3 separate regions of the Mus musculus genome follow, and regions 2 and 3 are each linked to region 1. The links are chromatin contacts, called in public promoter capture Hi-C maps. All regions are on one chromosome and are shown on one strand. Each heading gives the region's core, a stretch centred on a gene start, on an enhancer-like site or on the middle of the called end of the contact. The rest is flanking DNA. Distances are from core to core; before and after follow the strand shown.

Region 1 (4,395 bases), core at 235-2,734:
GAACAAATTTAAATATGACTTGCTCTCCCTCAAAATAGTATCAATATGACTGTCTCAAAACCAAATCTCACCACCTGTTTATAAGTCACTGTCCCCAACACAAGTAGACTTGTGGGGAGGAAAACAGAGAAAAATACAGACCCAATGTCCAAAAGACACTGTTGAGTAATAAACAATTTTTATCTGATCGCCAAAAAAAAAAAAAAAAAAAAATCCACCTACTTTCATTTTACAGGCCAAGACTTAGAGATATCTTTTTCTACATGAATTTTAAAGAGCCTGCTATGTTTTAAACTTGTAGTCTGGGGGTGTAGTGCTTGATTATCTCATGCGATAGGCCCTAGGCTTGATCCTCAGCACCTCAAATTATTAAAATTTAACTATAGAAGACATTAATTATAGAATTTAATTATAGAGTTTTTCTTAGCAGTATCTCAAATTTTTATTCTAAATATTTTATAAATTTTCTCGACTGCAAACTCGGTATTTGAATCCTTGGTATAGGTTTTCCATTTTGTCATTTAAAAAGTGCAGTTCTTGAGGGACGAGGATGTTGTGTTACGTTATAACATTCCAAAGTAAAACTGGATGACAGTCTCAAATTGCCCACTTCCCAAGTTTCTTTAAAAGACATTATGAGCCTTTTGATTTTTTTTCCAAATCAGTGTTACTAAAGGCCCACCATCTAAGCCCTAAGAGCCTTGTAATATTTTTCAACCTTTTTATATTACTAGGAACATAGTAAAGTGCCTTCTATTCATTGTGCTTTTCTCTCCCCTCCTTCAAAACCTACAGTGATCAATGAGATAATTCGGGAAGCTGATTTGTTTCCGAGGGAAAAAAAGAACTGAATGAAAAGCGGGGCGGGAAAAGGGAGGAGTGGGGCTCCGGGTCTTTTTTGCACTTTGTTGATAAACGCCGGCTTTAAGTGAGATAACTTAAGTCTGCGTTAGCCTCAGAGAAGCCACTGCCATAAAACTGATTTGAGAGTCAGAACAAGGCACCGTGGCCGTGCTTTTGGGAAGTTTTTAGCTGCTGGGTCGGGCCCGGTGCACACTTCGGGGTGACCTCGCTGCCTACGATCTCACGTGCAACCCCTCCCGTTAGGGTCCCTAGCACCGGGTCCCACAATCCCGCTCGGAACCTTAGCTGGCTTATACACCCAGGCAACCTCACACAGGCTCGCGGACCCAGCCTCGCAAAGTCCCGGGAAGACCGGGTTGCTCTCGCCCTAGCCCGCAGGCCCCGGCCTCTGTCGGCCCTCGCCCGCTTGGCCCGCCGCGCCCCTCTCAGCCGGAACCCGGGCCCCGCTACCCTCACCCGCCGCTCACCGAGCCATGGCCGTCCGCCGCCCCCGCCGAGTCGTCCTGCTGCAGCTCCGCAGTCATGGCCGTGGTGTCCCTCCGCGTGTAGCCCCACTCTCGTTGTCGTCTTCGCCGCGGTCGCCACCGCCACCACCACCGCCCCCGAAGCCCGGGAGCACCGGGAGGCACCGCCCACACGTCCCGCCCCCGCCCGCGGCGCGCGATGGAAGCCCCGCCCACGCCAGCCCGCTCCCAACACTCCCCACCCACAGCACGCGGCAGAGGCTCCTCCCACGGCGTTCGCTGGATGCCCCACCCCCGCCAGCCGACTCCCACCCATCTTGCGGCTTGCGCCGGAGACCCCGCCTACATGCCCCACCCACACAGCCGAGGTTCCCTCTCCCAAGGCTCCGCCCACGCCAATTTAGAGCCCCGGTGGCCCCGCCCATACACTCTGCTCACGCCCGCAGCGTGCGCCAGAGGCGTCACCCACGCGCCCGCCCCTGGTTTGCGTGAGCCGGAGGCGGGGCGTCTTCGCGTGCTCTGGCCCACGTGACCGCAGCCGGGCACAAACTAAGGGGTCAGCGTCGCCTCGCCAGCTGTTGCTATTTCCGCCTTAGGTGCCCAGGAAGTGGGCGGTGAGGCCTCTGGGTTTCCAAGACTCCTTTTTTACTCCATCCCGCGCTTGCTGAGCCTTGCATCTGCGTCCAGCCTGCCCCCAGCTCCCCATAAGCTTGGTAAGGCTGCTGGGTTCCTTCTGCTGACAGATTTTCCCACCAGACCTCTTAGCCATTTCCTAATCTGGGGACGCGAAGAGAAACGTAGACTGACTCGAGTGGTTTGTATAAAGACAACTGAATGGCCAGGACCTTCACAGAGCTCAGCATCGTGTCTTAATCCTGAACAGTTGCCCCATGTTCCAAATTCCCGTTTTCAGGCCATGTGTGTAATAAGCTGTGTTGACTCTAGCTCATGCACTAAGCCACCTACCACCCCTTTTAATGTTTGGGAAGAGGGTTCTTATTGTTGGTGATATTGGTTTGGGTTTTTTTTGAAACAGGATGTCACGTGGATTGGACTTGCCTCAGACTGTGTAGCCGTGGTTGGCCTTAAATTCTTGGTCCTCTGCCTCCACCTGGTCAAATGATGGTAAGTCTTTACTGCCATGTTAAACTTAACACTTTGAGATGATCTCATTAAGTTCCCCAGGCTGGCTTTGAACTTTCTATACTTCTGCCTTAGTCTCCTATGTGGAATAAATTTGGGACCTGTGTCTATCAGGTCCATCCTTGTCAGGATTCTCTGAAGACAGAACCATTAGACTTGATAAAATTAGAATGGGAGGGCCCTGGAGAGATGCCTCAGTAGTTAAGAGCATTAAAAAGCACTGGCTGCTCTTCCAGAGGTCCTGTGTGTGGGAAGCCACATGTGCCGTTGCAGGGTGGCGCTGGCCACCACGCATAAGTTTGGGTAAACAACCAATGTGTACATATGCAGTAAAGTTTTTCACCAAGTCACTGCCTCGCCCGGGCATGATAATGAGGCTCCATGAGATACTGAGAGAATAACCAATCAGATGGGGGGCATGCAAATGAGGTATGATAATGAGGCTCAGTGAGGTACTGAGAGAGAATAGCCAATCAGATGAGGAACATGCAAATGAGGTGGAAAGCATAACCAATCTGGGTGTGAGACACGCCTCTCCTAGGCCTATATAAGCAGCAACAGTTCTGGGTGTGGGGGTCTTTTTGCCTCTGCAATCAAGCTCTCCCAATAAACGTGTGCAGAAGGATCCTGTTGTGGTATCTGCTTTGCTGGCGAGTCGGGCACTCACAAGAGTCCTGAGTTGAATTCCCAGCAACCACATGGTGGCTCACAACCATCTACCGTCTATTACCCTCTTCTGGTATTCAGTTGTACATGCAGATAGAGCACTCCTATACATAAAGTTTTAAAAAGTAATAGAAAATTATAGAGAGACTGATTAAGTTATTACTGATTATACAATCAAAGGCAGGTGTGTCCAGTGTCTGTACACACAGGAGAGCCAAATCACAGAACAAAAGAAGTCAGTACAAGAAACTTGAATTCCTAAGCCTCGCCAGTAGTAAACCGTTTATGTGGGTGCTGAGACTCAAACTCGGGGCCTCAACAAGGGCAGTGTATGCCTTTAACCACTGAGCGGTCTCTCTAGCCCCATTTTCTTTCTTTTTTTTTTTTAAATTTTTATTTGGTATCTTCCTCATTTACATTTCCAATGCTATCCCAAAAGTCCCCCATACCCACCCACCCCCACTCCCCTACCCACCCACTCCCTCTTTTGGGCCCTGGCGTTCCCCTGTACTGGGGCATATAAAGTTTGCAAGTCCAATGGGCCTCTCTTTCCAGTGATGGCCGACTAGGCCATCTTTTGATACATACGCAGCTAGAGACAAGAGCTCCGGGGTACTGGTTAGTTCATATTGTTGTTCCACCTATAGGGTTGCATTTCCCTTTAGCTCCTTGGGTACTTTCTCTAGCTCCTCCATTGGGGGCCCTGTGATCCATCCAATAGCTGACTGTGAGCATCCACTTCTGTGTTTGCTAGGCTCCGGCATAGTCTCACAAGAGACAGCTATATCTGGGTCCTTTCAGCAAAATCTTGCTAGTGTATGCAATGGTGTCAGCGTTTGGAAGCTGATTATGGGATGGATCCCAGGATATGGCAATCACTAGATGGGCCATCCTTTCATCACAGCTCCAAATTTTGTCTCTGTAACTCCTTCCATGGGTGTTTTGTTCCCAATTCTAAGAAGGGGCAAAGTGTCCACACTTTGGTCTTCGTTCTTCTTGAGTTTCATGCGTTTAGCAAATTGTATCTTATATCTTGGGTATCCTAAGTTTCTGGGCTAATATCCACTTATCAGTGAGTACATATTGTATGAGTTCCTTTGTGATTGTAGCCCCATTTTCTTAAGTGGTATAGCCACAGTTAAGTTGTTCGTGCATCACTAAGTAATCCTTAGGCTTGTGTAAGCAGCCCGGTTGAATCTCAGTAGGTCACTGTCCTGTAGCAATTTCCTCCAAATTTAACCCACTTTGGAAGGTAGCA
Region 2 (4,331 bases), core at 569-3,068, 2.0 Mb before region 1:
TAGGATCATTCTATCAGGAAATTGACTGTCAGATTTCTTCACTATAATTTGTTATCTTTTGTTAATCCTTCCCAATGATTTTTTTATTCCAAAGATATTTTGAGACTGTTTAAATACCCTATTCCCCAACCAAACTTTACCCAATGACTTTAACAACTATTGTTAATTCTTGTCTGAGCCAGTTATTACTATAACAGCCACAAAATGGTGATTTCATAATTTTTACATGCATCCTCTTCTCATTTATCCTGACTGGGAACATAGCTCAGTGATACAATACTTGCCTAGCATGGGTACCGTTCTGAGTTTGAGTTTCCTGAATGAGATGGGGAGGGCATAGACATTTAAGGGGGCTTATCACATATACAATATTTCTGAGAACCTGTCTAAAAAAAAAAGTAAAGTGACAAAATGAAGTATGAGCTCCTTCTAAGATTTTAATGTAGGCTGGGAATGGTGACACCTGCCTTTAATCTCAGCACTCAAGAGACTGCCTAGTCTACATGGCAAGTTACAGGCTATCTAGGGCTACATAGTGAGATGATGTTTCAAAAACAAAAAAAAAAACAACAGTCCCAAAACAATAAAACACTAGGGCCTAAGAGATGGCTCATTGGCTAAAGTTACCTACAGCAACCACCCCTAGGACTCACAGAGTGGAAGGTGAGAACCAACTCCCACATCCTGTCCTCTGACTTCTTACACAAAATAAAAAGTAATGTGTGTTATAGTGTATTTCCAAAATTGTTGGTTTTTGATACTTAGATTGGCTCAGATTTGGCACTGGTGGGCCCCTTCAAGCTGGCTTCTGACATATTCTTCCTGTTGTATACAAGGAATCCCCTGGTTTACTCATATTAGATCTTTCAAGAGCATCTTATACTTGCCCCCGCTGTCATTACTCCCAAACGAGTTGCGTTTCTTTTAATGGACAATGGGTACCCAGGAACCAAGGTCTGGACACACATAATATATTTCAAGATATTAAAATGTTGTGTTTACTTAGGTCACCATATGGAAGACTGGTGTGATGGGTTATAATTAGAACTCTAGCATTACCTGTGTGACGTTGGCAACTCCCTTCATTCTGGCAGCCTGCTGCGTCATCTGGAAACAAATCGGATTAGATACTTTTTAACCGTTTACAAGTTCCCAAAGCGTTTTAGGATAATACCGGGTCACCTCTCCACAGAGACATGCTCAACTAACATGCTCAACCTACATTTCAGAGGTTCCAGACTCCGAAGCCCATTAGCAATTCCAAATTCCGGGCTTAATCATCTCTGGGGTCTCTTTAGCGCTGACATTTTTTTTTTTTTTCTGCAAGTGACCGACTGCTGTGAGTAGGAATTTAGACGTCAAAAAGTGGAGAGACTTATTTAGTACTGACAAGGGAGCTAAAATGAACACAAAGAAAAGAGGCTGTGAGCAATGCATTGCTCAGCCACGGTGCTCCTCGGGCTCCAAATTTAGCGCTGCAGTCCGCTGAAGAAGAGGTTTTGGCGGGAAGGGCTGCCCCGGCGGAGAGCGCCCGCCAGGCGACCCTCCAGGAGACTGGCCCAGTGCATCCTCCGCACGGCCCACCAGGGCTCGCTCTTGCGCTTCTGCTGGAAGGCAGGAGGAGCGGGGCGGGGCGGACGGCGACCCCGCCCCCGGCCGCGACGCCCTCCTCAGCCTTCTCAGGCCTCGCCGCGGCCGGAAGCCTCGTGCCCGCCCGACCCGCGCACCGCCCCTCCCTCCCGCCCCCGACGTCGGCGCGGCTGCGGTAGCCATGGTGACCGGTGGAGGCCCGCCCCCGCCCCCTGCCCCGGCCCCCTGACGTCGGCTCACGTCAGCGCCGGCGCGCGCCTGGCTGGGCCCTGTGGGGCGGGAGGGAAGCAGCGCCGGAGCGAGAGCCGCGGCCGTCGCCCAGAGCCCAGGCGCGCCGCCCGACGCCCTCCTGCCCGCTCCGTGCCGCTTCTTGCCGGCCAGTTCGTTCGCGTTCCCGTCGCCGTGTCCTGCAGCGGGGGCCAAGCATGGTCATGGCGGATGGCCCGAGGCACTTGCAGCGCGGGCCAGTCCGGGTGGGGTTCTACGACATCGAGGGCACGCTGGGCAAGGGCAACTTTGCCGTGGTGAAGCTGGGGCGGCACCGGATCACCAAGACGGAGGTGCGGCCCCGGGGTTCGGCGGGAGCGTGGCGCGGTTGCGCCCCGGGCGGGGGACGGCGGGCCTGGCACTGCGGGGACCGCGGGGTGCAGGTCGAGTGTGTGTGGGGTGTCCCCGGGAAGCCACACAGGCTTCCGTCCCGACTCTCCCACCCGGGAACCTGGTCTGTGGCCTCGGCTCCTGAGCACAAGTTCCGCGTCTTCCCGGCTTTCGGCTGGGGGTGGGGTGGGAGGGGAAGTCTCTGTGCTCCGGGGCCGCGCGGGGACCAACGTCGCCGGCCGGAGAAAGGGGACCAGCAGCTCCCAGGCTCGGCGGACGCGGAGCGCGGCCCGGACCAAGCCCTCCTCTTCTGCCCGGCGAGGAGGGGGTGACGCGGACCGGACTGGTGCGGACGGGCCGCTGTCCATCTTCTCTGGGCCCGCAGGGTCTCTGAAACGGTTCTTTGGCTGGCTTGATCACTTGCAGGAGGTATAGCAAATACACCAGACAATAGAGCTGGTTAAAAATGGTCATCTCAGCTCTGCACCGTTCTCTGGGGTTGTCCCTTTACCAGGTGTGCATGCTGGCTGCGAGCACGCATTCCTTAAGCCACATCAGATGGACTGTACTCAGCTCTCGACAGCGTCCTGACATTGACTCTCCAGCATCCTCCCTCCGTGCACTGTACATATTTTCTCCCCAAGTCTGCGTTCTTACCTAGCCCACCCTCTTCCTTCCATTGCCTCAAGCTGCTCTCCTCGGGGTCTCTATTTTAAGACGTGCAAATTAAATACCTTGGAAAAAAAACGATCGAAACAAAACCATTTCTTAGTCTACAACCTAGTGGTTTTGACGTACTCTATTCTGCCTTGTGATTGCCACTTGAGTTTCACCGATTTTCAGTTTCTCTCCCCAGTTTTCATCCTTTTCGGGTTTTTTTCCTACTATGTTCTTAAGAACGTTCTAATCTTTGACTATAGGACCTCCACCCCCACCCCCTGCCCAGGATGACTTACGCTTATGTAAGGTAAAGGGCATTTAAAAGCCTTACTGTTTTCTTAGCAGTTGTACTTAAAAGTTTTGCTTCATGTCCATTTCCATAAAGAAGGAGGACATGTCTAACATGTCTTCACTTTTTGTTTTGCCTCACAAATCCCTGACACACCACTTAAATCTTTCTTCTTTAGGGCATCAGTACCAAGGTCAAAATTTTTCCTTTCACAAATTTACCAGTGTTATGAATCTAGATTGCTATAATGATAAGTATATTGACATTACCAAACTTTTGCATAGCTGAATTTGACCCCAGCATTTTTGTAATGATTAAAGTGTTTCGTTTTTATAAAGAGTTATGGCCAAATGTCATACCTTTACCTCGACGTTAAATTAAAAGGAAGTATCTTAAATGGGTGTATTTATGAGTCCTTTTCAATGACTGCCAAAAATAGCACATTACAGAGAGAGTCTGAACTTTTTGGTTACATTGTTGTGTGGTTGGATAACAAATCCATCCACACGATTTTTCTTATTAGCAATAGTTAGTGGTCAGTTGTTGTCAGATAGAGTTTAGTTAAAGTTGTATCTCAGAGCTGCTTCAGTGGCGCTGATGGCAATTTATACATTCTCTTCAGGGTGACAATTCTGATGGTGTCCCTTTCAAGCTGATATTTCTTAGGAAGCGAGCTAGGGGGCACTGTGGAGTAACATTGCCTATGACTGTCAGATCAGTTATATTTGTGATTGAAGACACCTGTCAGCTCACGAAAGCTCTTGCAGTTGCTAAAGGGGGTGTGTGTAGTATATATGTATAAAATTATTTTATGTTAAAAGCTAAACGTTTAGGTGATAGATTCCACCTCACTTGTGCTTTTCTGTTTTGACAGAACATAAGGCTGAGCATTTTGTGGTAATTTTGTGATTGTTGATACTAAGGCATAGAAATGGTCTAGTAGTTGCTATACTTAAAAGTCTTTGTAGGTGTTTTAGTTTGCAAAATGGTTTTCTGAAGTTTTATAAGAAAGTTACATGAAGACTTGCTTAGTAAAATCATGGACTCAGTTTCCAATAATGTTTCAGTGAGTTTTTTTCTTTAGGAAAAACTTTTTTATTTACTAAATATCTGTATCTTTGATAAATAGAACAGTCGTGCAAACTGTAAATAAAATAGTGAAATTTTCAACTGTTTTGCATTATTTTAGATTCTC
Region 3 (4,560 bases), core at 1,747-4,246, 3.0 Mb after region 1:
GAAAATGCCTATTGCCTAACCTCCTTCTGCTGACATGGGCATCGTCATTATTACCTGTGTCTGATTTTTGTACAGGATTAGAAGAAAATCTCAGACCATTCAGTGACATAAAGAAGGAAACAGAAAGAAAAAAAAAAGCATACACCTTTAAAGGGGCAAACGACTAACTTAGTGTAGAAAGAGCTAGGGAAGAAAAGCAATCCTTTGCCTCTATTCGACCTGACTGCGGGAGATAAACACTGCAGGAGAGCCTAGCTCCTGAGGAAGGAACAGCAGCTCCAGCAACTTCTAGGACCGAGGCACCTTCCCTGCCATTATATAACCAAGCCATGGCCTTACTAGGCCATCCCAACCCATGTCAGCAGCTGCTGGGCACAGCTCAGCTGTCAGTGCTGAAGGACCCTTCCAAAATGTATTCAGATAAGCAGGGCACAAGCCAAAATATGCCCATGGAGCACTCTGAGCACGTGACAGCGCCTTGTGAATCGAGCTTCACTCGCAGCAGAGTCATTTAAGTAGCAGAAAGATAGGGCCCTTGGAGCTGGAGCCAGGAAACTGCACATTGCTACAGAAGCACAAACAAACGCTGGTGTGGTCTCCTCCACACATGCAACTCATTGTCCCAGCCATTTCAGCCTCATTCAAGTCTGAATATTTCCATACATAGGAACTGCATAACTGCACACCACAAACGATCAAAGATAAAAACCAACATAAACAGTGACACCCGTCTATAAACATGCCAGTGCTGTAAAGGCTGCAGTCCTAAAGGATACCAAGGTCTCAGGGGAAACTGAAACACACACACACACACACACACACACACACACACACACACACTAGAAAGCAACCAAACCAACCATAATTAGGCCCTGGCTTTGCTGACTACTGAAAACAGAAATGTCCCTTTTATATATAAAGCCAAGAATCAACTGTTTGCAGTTATGTTTATAAGACACTCAAACCAGCTTGTCATAGATTTTTTTTAATCAATATTTTGATATAAAAATTCAAATTTCTTTAAATCATAGAGAACGTAGCCAGACAACCAATTATGTTTGTGGAGTCCATTTCCCAGAGGTCAGAGCAAAATAACCACAGAAGCAGACAGGGGAGAGAAAACAAGGGACAGAGGCATTCTGTTTGTAAACACAAGTTTGACTAGGCCAACAGTAAACACACTGTAGGGGGTAAGGAGATGCCGGCTTCGGCTCCAGCTGCGGACCTGAGGGAGGGACTGCAACAGGAGGGCGCACTTGAGTCTGTCACAGGGCTCTGAAGACTTGAGGCTTGAAGGGGTCCCACCAGAGGAAGTGAAACTGACCAATCACTCTGCCCGCCGCCACCCTCGGAAGAAGGGCCCCTTGTAGTCTTTGACAGAGAGAGGCAAGGAAAGGAACTTTCAGGTTGCCAATAAGCAGGATACGAGGCCCAGATAAGTCCTGGCAGGGAGGGACTGCTATAAAAGCCAAAACAAGGTAGGCTAAGGTAAACAGCGGCCAGGGGGAGGAGGGGAGGGGAGTCCTGGGTCTCCCGGAGGAGCATGCTTAGGTAGTAAAGGTTTTTCATTAGCCAGGCGGAAGAAAAACTCAAGCTACTGTTTTAAATATAAGGAATGACTACTACGTTAAAAGTATCCATTTAAGTGAGGTATTGAGCAAAGACGAGTTGGGAATTCAAATGGGTTTTGTGGCTTCCATCAAAACTGAATGATTTTCCTTGATACTCTCAATGAAGAAAGATAGGTAAAAGTGCTACCCTCTGAGTCCTTTAAAAAATATACTACATGCGTATACATACATGGTTTCCTAACTGACCTTGGCCAGTTTCACTACTACAGCTCCTCAAATCCCTTGGGAACCAAAGGGCCCAAATGAGTGGAATTCTGTCGTGCCAATCCCACGGTTCCCTTCCCTACTGAAAAGCCCACCCCGAGTTCTAAAAAGCCCACCATTTCAGACCCTCTGACAACTAAAAATAACCAGCAAACCATCTTATCCTAAATTGTTTAACCCTTGGTTAGCTAGTGTCACCAGGAACCCTGAGCCTTGGGACATCTGGTCATGGGTCCATTCCATTTTTTTCCCCCTTATTTCCCTGCTTTCTTCACTGACTCTTCCCATAATCAAGTATACTTCCTCAGGCTTACAACTGACACCATCTCCCCGTCTTAAATAATCAAACGTGGATTCCTTTCTCTGGTATAGGTGCCAGGTCCTTCTCTTCCCGGTGTCTTGCACCCCACCGCACACCCTCAGCCCCATGCCCCAGCCGTCCTGGGAAGCCTGAGGCAGCCAGTTTGCGCGTCTCCCCCATCCTGTGGTCCACATTTCATATGCCCCTGCCCTCGTTCTGATGGTTTCCTAATTGCTGGTTCCGGAGTCTTCCTGGCGTGCAGTCCGCCGGCCCCCAGAGAGTTCCAACGCCTCCTTTCCAGTCACCCCCCCCCCCCGACCCTGCGCACAGCCCTGGGGACCTCTCCGATGTCCAGCTGCTAAGTTCCCGGAGCCCCCCCTTCCGGAACCCCTCCGCTCTGAGGTCCCTGCCTTCTCCCGCCAGCACCGGTCCCCACTGCTGACCCTGACCCGAGCCCCGGGGAATCGCGGACTCCCCTGGCCCCACCGCCCTGCTGCAACGCCCCCCGGGCAGCGCAGCCCGCAGCCGCGCGGTCCCCAGCGCCACTACCTTGGCCTTGGTGACGAGGTGCGTGGCCCGCTTGACCACAGCGAAGTTGCCCTTGCCGATGGTGCGGTCGATCTCGTAGTAGCCGATGCGAGCGGCCATCGACCCGCGGGAGGCCGGGGCTGTGGGACGCGCCGGGACGGCGGCCGGGGGCACTGCGGCGGGGGCTGCCGGGGGCCCCGCGGCGGGCGGAGGCAGCAGGCGGCCGGCCGGCCCGGCTCCCCCTGCTCCGGCCACGGCAACCCCGCCAGCTCCGCTCGCCGCCGCCGCCGCCATCTTGTTGTGCAGTGAAACCTCCGGGGCCGCGGGGAGCCGGCCGGGGGGGAGGGGGCGCGGGGGGGCCGAAAGAGGGGGGTTGCCGACAGACGTCACTCCGGGAGGCGGGGCTCCCGCGCCGCCGGGCGCCCGACGCCATGGCAACCGCGCGTCACGTGCGGACGCGCGTCACTGCCCGAAGCCATGGCAACCGTGACCTCACCGGGCGAGCTCGACCTTCCCGCGTGGGTCCCTGTTCCTGAGGCGCCGGCTCCCTAGTGCCCCCCTCTGGGGAACAGGCATTGAAAACGTCGAGGGTCAGCAGCAACTTCTAAGCTTCCGCCGCGCCTAGCGAGGTAGGGATATGAGATGGGGAGACCCCAGAACCAGACTCCCGATGGCCCCTGGTTCGCTGATGGGATCCCTGCTCCGACCTGTGTCCCAGTTCAGTCATCACCAAACCTCCCTTAAAAGGATTTCCTCGTCACCAAAAATACCAGCCTTGTCCCACTTTAGCCCTGGAGGCCACAGAGGCAGGAATAGCTACAGTATTTAAGCAACTGTAACCAAGTTGGTAGCAAGGCAGGGGAATTGTTCAGCAAAAACTCTTACAAAGCCCAGCTCACTTCGTACAATCAATCTAATAAGTCATCGAACACAGAAGAGTGCGGAAATTAGAGTTTGCATATTCAAGGATGTTGAACCCATCCCAAACATGCGTTCCAGTCTTTGGGTGGGTGAGGGCCAGAAAAGGACCGTCATTTTCCTTCCTGCCACCCCTGACTCGGAACAATTCTCCAGCCAGTTGGTCAGAATCTCTTCACTCGTTTTCTGTTGCTGGGTTAGTACTGGTGAAGTGTGTTGCATTCAGGGCCACGTCATGCTTAAAGATGAGCAATCCGTTAAGCAAAACGAGTAACTAATATAAATTCCATCCCTACTAATGACTCTCCAAGGACATTAAGAGTGATCAAATTAATAACCCCTGCAATAAAACTCATATCCCTCTTTCTTCCCTCCTGTTATCTGACATTCCACATCCTGGGCTGTAACTGAGCCTCTCCCCCTCCTCCTTCCTTATTAAGTAGATTGATTTATCTGCCTCTGGTGGGGATAGGAAATTGGGCTGTAAAGGAGAGATAGCCTTTGGTCCGTTAGAAAAGGAAGGAAGAAGGCTGTGTGCATTCCTCTATATAATTGTATCTCATGTATCCAGTGCTATTCTACCCACACCTGTATCTCCCTCCATGGCACAGGAGTATTGTCACATCTCTGTGCAGTATCAAAAAGTGACATCCAGGTCACTGGGTATGTGAGAAAGGAAATACATGCTTACCCTTTCTGACCACAGGTCTTTCCCCAATGTTCTGATTCCCCCCATGTGACATAAGTAATGGCTGGGTCTAGGATGGGACAGAGGGGTCATCCCACAACTGCCTTGAATCAGTTCCCTGGTGGCTATTTCAAATTGCCAGCACAATTAACACTAATTGGCTCCTTTACAAGCAAATAAAGACAGGGATGAAGTGGACCTTGCTTCTTAGGCTGCTTAAACCTATTCATCAAGTGAGATTACGAAATCTGAGATGAATGATTGGGTGTGGCCCTTACAACTTCATGGCC

Evidence for each region. Promoter capture Hi-C pulls out the DNA fragments that hold promoters and counts their contacts. Capture Hi-C pulls out chosen DNA fragments and counts their contacts.
Region 2: a contact with region 1 is called in a promoter capture Hi-C map of adipose tissue, with 5 times the contacts expected there. The contact joins the promoter of Sik2 here to the promoter of Usp28 in region 1. A contact is called at or near these places in 3 of 39 promoter capture datasets (erythroid cells, liver and pre-B cells), 1 of 484 Hi-C or Micro-C datasets (erythroblasts) and 1 of 9 other capture datasets (adipose tissue).
Region 3: a contact with region 1 is called in a promoter capture Hi-C map of pre-B cells. The contact joins the promoter of Sik3 here to the promoter of Usp28 in region 1. A contact is called at or near these places in 2 of 39 promoter capture datasets (embryonic stem cells and pre-B cells).

The regions. Positions count from the first base shown.
Region 1 is chr9:48,982,474-48,986,868 of GRCm38.p6, reverse strand. It overlaps Usp28 (ubiquitin specific peptidase 28), which reads right to left and starts at 1,484. Exons shown (of 25, transcript NM_001359739.1): 1 at 1,332-1,484. The coding sequence starts at 1,388. Gm51673 (a long non-coding RNA gene) reads left to right here and starts at 1,740. Exons shown (of 3, transcript XR_003948157.1): 1 at 1,740-2,041; 2 at 2,365-2,453.
Region 2 is chr9:51,006,560-51,010,890 of GRCm38.p6, reverse strand. Sik2 (salt inducible kinase 2) reads left to right here and starts at 1,818. Exons shown (of 16, transcript NM_178710.3): 1 at 1,818-2,150. The coding sequence starts at 2,016.
Region 3 is chr9:46,011,256-46,015,815 of GRCm38.p6, reverse strand. Sik3 (SIK family kinase 3) reads right to left here and starts at 2,996. Exons shown (of 25, transcript NM_027498.3): 1 at 2,686-2,996. The coding sequence starts at 2,958. It also overlaps a transcript of Pafah1b2 not described here.